Regions from separate parts of the Zea mays genome. Here regions 2 and 3 are each linked to region 1. The links are chromatin contacts, called in public Hi-C maps. All regions are on one chromosome and are shown on one strand. Each heading gives the region's core, a stretch centred on a gene start, on an enhancer-like site or on the middle of the called end of the contact. The rest is flanking DNA. Distances are from core to core; before and after follow the strand shown.

Region 1 (2,700 bases), core at 16-2,515:
AAGGGACAGCAAGAGAAGCAGAAGGAATAAAGATGCAGGGTTATGACATGTAGATAGTACTGTTACTAGGAAAAGGTCCCCCTTCAGACATGTTGGAGGGCTAGTTGGTTGTGTTGTTGTTGAGAATAGCGTTTTTAGTAGCCTTTGTTGGCGTTTATATAACGAGTAAGGGGTCTGGCAGGATCTCGCAACAAATAAATTATCTCGCAAGTCTGTGCGCGTCCTGATCGATCCGCGTGGACGCAAAAGGCGAAAAGCGCGTAAAACTCGCGCGCGTTCACGCCCACGCACTGTCGACCCGCTGTCCGCTACGGCGCCTTGCATGCGTATGCGTGTCTCCCAGCCATGCAGGCGTCAAACTGGTTGACCGAATGCCGTCCTCCCCTGCTTGCTCGATCCAAGAACAAGAACATGCATCTCGGTCTGCAATAATATATATTCTCACCTTTTTATAGATCCAAGAACTAAAAAGACACTGTGGCGTACGTTGCCTAACAATGAAGACGCGATCGCGAAACACTTGGAACTGAATTGTATCATGTATCGATCGGTATCTACATTTACATCCTGTAGACTGTACTATATATGTACTCAAGCCAAAAAAAAGAAAAAAGAAAAGAAGAAATAAATGAAGAAGAAGTTTGAATGGAAGACGAGGAGAACTAGTATCAGCGTGTCGTTTTTCCGTCGTTGGAGAGTGAGCACGCACGGTCGATGTCGATCGAGATGAAATGAAATCAGTTGGTGCGTTTGCTGGGGGCGGAGGGCGGCGCCTTGCCCCGGGGCTTCTTGTTGAGCAGCCACTGGTGGCGGCCGCCGGCGAGCCGATGATGCCGCCGGCCCTCGTCGTCGTCCTCTCTGGGCACGGTCGCCGACGGTGCCGCGAAGACGACCGTCGCTGTGGTCTCGGCGTCGGCGGGTACAGGCAGCAGTATGACGTCGGTGGCGTCGGTCTTGTCGACAAGAAGCACAGGCCTGCAGCTGGATGGCTGCGTGAAGACGGCGGCGAGGAGGACGAGGAGGAGGAGGAACAAGCTGCTGAAGCGGGGCGGCCGGAGCCGCGTCTGCTGCTGTCTTCCTGTGCTGCCCATTGACGCGAATGCGCGGGCCGCCGGGCAGGCGTTGGAGTCGTCGTCACTCGTCAGGTGGAGTAGCTAGCTGGACGCGGACGGTGCGTGTGTGGATTTGGATGGTGGAGAGAGAGAGAGAGAGAGAGAGAGAGAGAGAGAGAGAGAGAGAGAGAGAGAGAGAGAGAGAGAGAGAGAGACGCGGGAAGGTGTGAGGGAGAAGGTAAGGCAGGAGAAAAGATAGATATATATAATATATATAGGCGGCGACCGGCGGTGGCTTGGAGACGACGGAGTCCATCGGAACGAAAGGAAACCGCGTGTGAGTGACTGAACGCCGCACTGTGTCGTCTTTGTCCTTGTCTTGCCTGTTTACATTATATATAAGTCTTGTGCCTGACCAGTTTGTATTAAAAAATAACTGAATTGTAGCCTTTGTCATAGATATTAATTGGAACTTGGAAGTATTAAATATAATCTAATTAAAAAAAACAAATTATACCTAATTAGTCCATGTTTCGCCTATAAACTCGTTAAGCCCGCTTTTTTACACTAAAATGTGTTTACCGGCCCGCTTAGCCCGTTTTTCGACTGCTTTTTGGCCGGCCCGTTTAGGTCCGCTGCGGGCTGAACTTGGACAATAAATCGAGCTCGCGTGCTTACACGTCACTGACTGGTTTTCTAACCGTGCCTAGCGGGCTGGGCCCAAAACGTTGAGAGAGAGTGTGAGAAGCGGAAAAGGAAGGAGGAAGACGTGCACCTGCCAGCGAGGCAGCGAGCAAAGAAATCAAACACGCTGCTGCAGTTTCGGAGAGTTTGATGACTGGCTGTCGTACGTCTTCTGACGATCTTCCGTGCATTCTACTCGGAGAGCTAGCAAGCAAGCCCATATCCGACCCGTACACTCCTTCCACCTACATCAGCCTCCCCCGTCGAAGCTCCGTCATCCCTCTCCCTCCTCCTCGCCGCGCGCTCTCCCCGTCCCTCTTCTGCCCCGTGATCTCCGCCTTCTCCTCTTCAACCGCGTTTAAACTGCCACTCACGCGATGATTGTTGGGCTGTCAGTCCATGGCCACTCACGTGATGCCGCCCTTAAGCTGCGGCTGTCCACGATGGTGTGGCTAGCGACAGTCCACCCCCGGCCGTGCCATACTTCTTCGCACCGCGCTGTGGACGCAGTTAGCAGCCATGAATTTTTTGTGTGGTATACGTCAAGGAAGCATTGGCTCGCAAACAATGTTCTGGGATTGGCCTTTTGTATTCAGGTTTGTTTGATCAATTTCGCTTTGCTTGGTTATATTCACCTTCTGTTTTCAACTGCAGATGCTGAACGACCATTCTCATGCCTGGCCTTGGTGACATTGTAATACTTGGTTTGTAATAAAAATTCCTTTCTTTGTTCTATGTTATATTCTGATTTGCAGTGATGCAGATTTTCCCCTTTATTGAACGGTAATATCAGCCTCTCAAGCGCCAACTTTGTTGTACATGATTAGATTATCTGTACCAAACTGCTACATATTGGAACATTCTTAGAATGTCTATAATGCTGATATGCTGTATAGAGCTCTTTCTTTTGCTGATTTTAGATTTACGATTGTCTATATATTCTTTGTAGCACTTGGTAGAGAAT
Region 2 (2,727 bases), core at 49-2,548, 150 kb after region 1:
GCAAACGACAACACACACGAGACAACACGCGTACAGGACGGACATTCACGAACTCAAATCCAACGCAACTCGACCAACCGGCCCGCCGACCGGTATAAATCACGCGGCGACGGCGAGCAGCGCGGCGAAACGGTTGGCCAGGCTGCGGACGGTGCTGGGGGACACCGCGGAGTCGCCGCCGAGGTACCAGGTCTGGATCATCCCGGCGACGTTCCCGTTCTCCACCGCGATCCTGGCGTCGCCCTTGCCCTCCGTCGCGAAGGTGATCTCCGCCGCGGGTCCCGGGGAGGCGGAGGCCGGTGCCGGGAAGTGGAAGGTGACGACGGAGCCCGGCTTGAAGTACTTGGACTGGAAGAAGTCGGCGACCTTCTCGAGCGCCTCCTCTTCGTCGTCCTCGTAGAGGTCGGCGGCGGCGAGGCGGTCGCGGACGGAGCTCTCAAGCTGCACGCCGTACTGCGAGCCCTTGATCTCCTTGATGACCACGACGCGGAACAGCTTCTCGACGGGGGCCGCGACCAGCGCGGCCCAGAAGGCGGCGTCCGCTAGGAGCTCCTCCGCCGTCTTGCCCTTCCAGGCCCCGAGGTGGCCCAGCAGCGTGGGCGTGGTGCTGTCGCCGCCGCCGGCGTTGTGGAGGTAGACTCCGATGGCGTTGTACTTGATCTGCAGGAAGTGGATCTCGATGTCCGTGATACCTGCGTGCGATCGACGGCGTGGCAGCCGCGGTACAGACGTACAGTACAAGTGAGACGTACAGGTACAGTGAGTAGCAGCAAACGAACCAAGGGAATTATTGAATGCACGGCTGAAACGATGAAGACGAACGGGCGGACGTACCTGTGCCTAGGAGGGAGAGAGGGTTGCCGACGGTGATCTCCGCCGGGAACGGGATGCCTTCCACGTTGACCGTCTCCGTCTCCGAGCCCACTGCGCAACGACGTTGCTCTTCGTCACAGTCGTCCATACGGTGAAATAAACCATGCATGCAGAACTGAGATGATGTATCGGAAGTCGACGGCGGTGTACTTACTTTTCACCTGGTGTGTTGGACGCACGTACGTACGGCAAGGGACGTGAGTGGGGAACTGAGAGGTAAGCAGCAGGCAAGCAAGCAAGGAAGAAGACACTTGAGCTTGCGGTGACGCGCGCTGTGCTGCTCCGATCCGATCGATGCTGCTGCCTGCTGTGCCTGCTAGTAGGTGAGGAGGAGGAAGCTAAATTAAGAGCGCGCGGATGGATGGATGGTAGTGCCGGGCGTGTGCTTTGTTGTTGCAGGTGGTGGTGAGGTTAGGTAGGAGGAGAGGCAGGGAAGCGAGCAAGGAAGCTGTGGGCTGTGGCTGGGATATCAACTGACAACGAACGAACTCTCTAGCCTCTAGGTCATCTTGGGGGTGGGGGGGGGGGGGGGGGGGGGGGGGGGGGGTTAGGTGTATGCTGCGGCCAGCCAACAACCAATTCAAAGTCGTCAAGCTACCACTCAAAAAGCTCCGCCCTCCCAGTTTAAAAAAATAATTATTTTAGGTCTGGTCAAAATTAAACTATCCAAGTTTGTTATCAACATTAGGTTATATTACAAACATAAGTTTATATCTATACCATTATATAATTCATCATTTTAAACTTTGCAAAACTCACCCTAACTAAATCACTCCACACTAGAGATGGCCAAACGGGCCGCCTGGCCCATTTTGGGCCCGGCCCGTCAGACACGGTTAGAAAACCGGCCCAGACCGTCTAAGCCCACGGGCTCATTTTCCTGTCCGAGCCCGACCCGCAGCGGGTCTAAATGGACCGGGCCGGCCCGTTTAGCACGAAAAAAGCGGGCCGAAAAACGGGCTAAGCGGGCCGGTAAACACGATTTAGTGCAAAAAAGCGGGCTTAACGGGCTTAGAGGTAAACGGCCATGCCGGGCTAGCCCATCATGCCTAGTTTCCTGTCTGAGACTGACCCGCTTATTCGTGCCGGGCCGGGCCGGACCCGCATAGAACCGGACCGTGCCAGGCTCGGATCAGGCCCAAACAGCTAGGGATGAAAGCGGTAACCGAAACTGTTAGAACAAATTTAATATTTTAAAATAGATATGCATAAAATTTAATGTTGATTTTTTCTTATGTTATCAAGCACATTAGTACAAATATGAATAAAATATTACACAAATTGTTTTATGTATTATTTGCTCCCTACAACACGAAACGTTGAAAAAATTACCGAATTTGTTTCCGAATCCATACCGAAGTTTATATCTATTATTTGAGAAAATATAAGATGAATTTGAGGTTTAACTTTTATGAATCTTTACAAGCTGGATGTTAAAAACAAGAATGCAAATTTGTATTGTAGATTCTATATCTTATTTATTCACAATCAAAGAAAAACGACTAAAAAACTGATTACCGAATAAATACCGTTTCCGACCGTTTTCATCCCTACAAACAGCGGGCTTTGTGCCAGGCTCGCAGGTCTCGTGCTTATTGGCCATCTATACTCTACATCAGAGATTATATTCTCGTTCGTTATTTCTAAAAACCGTTTTATTGACCAAAATTTAACTTTTATATTTTGAAATTTGAAACCAGAATATACAAGAAACCGTACGTACGGTTGGCAGCGAGAACAAATTTTTTTACTCATTTCGGTAATTCTCGGTGGAGAAGTTAATAACTGCTCCACTTCCATAACCCTCCGGTAAATCCACTAAATAAATTACACTCATACTTAATACAACATCAA
Region 3 (2,710 bases), core at 65-2,564, 250 kb after region 1:
AAACATAACGGATACTACTTTATGACGTTTTTCCATGATACATGACGAACTAAGATGAGTGTTGTAGTGATCAGCAGTTTGGCAAACAGTTTAGAGCATCTATAAGAGTATCTTAAACCAGTGCCCTATATTAAAATATAGGGCTCAACTCATGAAAACAGTTCCAATAGTATCCTATTTTACAAAAAAAAAATTAAAAATTATAAAGCACACCATGAAATGACCTAAATATACTATACCTCATACTAGTGTCCTATCCTTTTTCTACATTATTATCAATATTTTCTTTCATAATAATGTACTTTACTTCCTAAAATACATGATTTAGGACTTTACGGTTGGAGCATAATTTGTTTTTAGTGACCTAAACATTTTAAATGATGTAGTATTTTATCTTTTGGAGCACTATTTTAACTCATATTGTTGGAGATGCTCTTATTATGAGCCCACGAAAGACTGCATGGGACGAAATACTGCCTGATGAACGTGTTATGAACTATTGTGATGTATGGTCATAGAGAAATTGTATATTGAGTGTGCCCTCTACAAGTATTTCCGTCACCCCTGATGGTAACATAGAAGCCCAAGACAGTCATGAATTATCACGCCTAAAGGTGTTTTCACAGCTGGCTCTGAATGTGTTTCTTTCTTAATAAGAGCGGTTTAGTGTTCTATAAACCTTTGGTTATTAGTTCACAGATGATAACATTATTGTGATACGTACTTTCGTTGTTTTTGCAGGATTTACATGCTACTGAATCTGAATGTGAATGTGTTTCAGATCTATTGGATGTGGTTGCCTCGAGTCCCTTACTCCCTTCCGCGTCTACTCCATGGTTCGGTTGTTACTATGTTTGTGTTCATGCCTATCCATCACCTCAATATATATGGCTGATGATACTGATATGTGATTAATGATTTGACCACTCATTTCACATCTGTTTATTCTTAATTAACATAAATATAGCTAGATGCACATCGATCATCTTACTGCATGCTTAGCTTCCTACTTCCGTTTCCATATCTCAATGTGCTGACATCAGTGCTAAATATAATATTTCTAAAAGATGGAACACAAGAGCCACTAATACTTCCGCTGCTTTTGTGAACCAAACTTTGACTTGGATGGCAGTGTGAATGGATGACCATTTGCTGCTGTAGTACATCCTGGTCCTGGAAATGAATGAAGCATCTATTTTCCACCCGGCTCTACACGTTTAGATGAAATTTAACTTGGGCCTTTGGGCCTACATGTGAACCCGAAATTATGAATTCCTTCCTGGGCCTGGCCAGTACTCTTTAGGAAGCACGATGGTAGCAAGATGGCATGTATTTTTACAGTGTATCCGTGGTCCACTGGGTTGGTTTGTATAGCGCGGTCTATCGAGGTGAGTACAATGGGGTGGTAAGACTCTAAAGGGACGTAGCTGCTCTTTCAGACGTTGTCGTAGACTTTTTCTTCCTTGTTGCAGAGCTTGTACGTTCCTGGCTTCAGCACTTTGGCAATGATGAAAGGTCCTTCCCAAAGGGAAGTGGGCTTGTGGTGTCCTCGGTTGTCTTGTCGTAGCAGAAGCATCAAGTCGCCTTCCTAGAACCCCGGGGTCGGACTCGCCGTTCGTGGTAGCGCCGAAGGGATTGCTGATATTTTGCTGAGTGAAGGAGAGCTACGTCCCGAGCTTCATCCAGCTGGTCTAGAGAGTCTTCACGGCTGACTTGATTGTTGCATTTGTTGTACGCCTATAGCCTCAGGGAACCATACTCGAGGTATGTGGGTAGGATAGTGTTGGGGACTCATTCTCAAATGCTATGAATTAAGAACAAGGCAACATAAAATGTTAAATGTTAACATCCTTCGTCCGCTGAAGCATTATTCCCTTAAGGACTTAATGAGCTTCGGACGAAGGTTAAGGGCGATACAATTACGAAGGTTGAATCTTCATAATTGAACTCTAATAGATTATATGAAATAATGAAAGATATAAAGCATCAAAGACAAATAAATTACAACATCACTTTTATATTATATCAACTTAATGTATTCAAATATTAAATACATTTATACCTCTGCCTTGGCAAAGAATAATTCCCGAGTGATGCGATTGCAATTACAGGGATGCGTGAACAGTAAAGGAATAATGTTCACTATTTATAGGCACAAGACACAGCCTGTGAGGAATTACAATCATGCCCCTCATAAAAGTTTACAACAACGACTCAAACACTTATGGACTAAAAGGTCATTCTACTTTTAAGTCGATTTGTAATTCCGAAGCTTCATGAAAAGCAACCTTCGGTCATCACGTGCAGACAGCTTCAGCCGAAGCTGTTTCTTCCTGCAGGACCTTCGGCGACGAAGCATGGTCCCAACAGTAGCCCCTTCGCGGTGCTAGATCATTTTTCGTAACGAGCTTGATCCGTGAAAAAAGTCTCTTAGGCTTCAGGAAGCCGAAGGTCCGAAAAACACCTTCCCTGAGCTCGTTGTCGAGAAACGATTCAGTTTCCGAACGCGTAGCGGTCCCACCCTGCAGGGTTACTATTTGGCCTCTGTGGTCCACCGCGCAGCGGGTGTAAGCAACTGTTTGCCTGGTGTAAAAATCCTGACGATTCACCTTCTTACCTGCAGCAATATATAAACAGACGGGTAGGTGTGAAGTTACCACAACATTCATTGCTATTGCACTGTTTTGCTGCCAAAAATTTTAACCATAGC

Evidence for each region. A called contact is a pair of places that touch in the nucleus more often than the background predicts.
Region 2: a Hi-C map of leaf shows a contact between it and region 1, with 2.9 times the contacts expected there. The contact joins the promoter of LOC100284018 here to the promoter of LOC103651678 in region 1. A contact is called at or near these places in 5 of 25 Hi-C or Micro-C datasets (bundle sheath, leaf, tassel and 1 more).
Region 3: a contact with region 1 is called in a Hi-C map of leaf, with 2.4 times the contacts expected there. The contact joins the enhancer-like site here to the promoter of LOC103651678 in region 1. A contact is called at or near these places in 2 of 25 Hi-C or Micro-C datasets (ear and leaf).

The regions. Positions count from the first base shown.
Region 1 is chr3:236,820,587-236,823,286 of Zm-B73-REFERENCE-NAM-5.0, reverse strand. LOC103651678 reads right to left here and starts at 1,265. Exons shown (of 1, transcript XM_008677387.4): 1 at 423-1,265. The coding sequence starts at 1,091. The coding sequence ends at 738. It overlaps LOC103651679 (PAP/OAS1 substrate-binding domain superfamily), which reads left to right. Exons shown (of 9, transcript XM_008677388.4): 9 at 1-202.
Region 2 is chr3:236,669,908-236,672,634 of Zm-B73-REFERENCE-NAM-5.0, reverse strand. It overlaps LOC100284018 (chalcone--flavonone isomerase), which reads right to left and starts at 1,298. Exons shown (of 3, transcript NM_001157980.1): 1 at 1,028-1,298; 2 at 835-924; 3 at 1-692. The coding sequence starts at 1,028. The coding sequence ends at 100.
Region 3 is chr3:236,569,820-236,572,529 of Zm-B73-REFERENCE-NAM-5.0, reverse strand. No RefSeq gene overlaps it. Among protein-coding and RNA genes, the nearest start is that of LOC103651699, 49 kb to the right of the region's middle. Within about 2 kb of position 1,314, at least 11 of the 20 cell types and tissues checked have an H3K27ac peak or open chromatin away from gene starts, as enhancers often do. A contact at or near this core is called in ear and leaf, where this site is marked.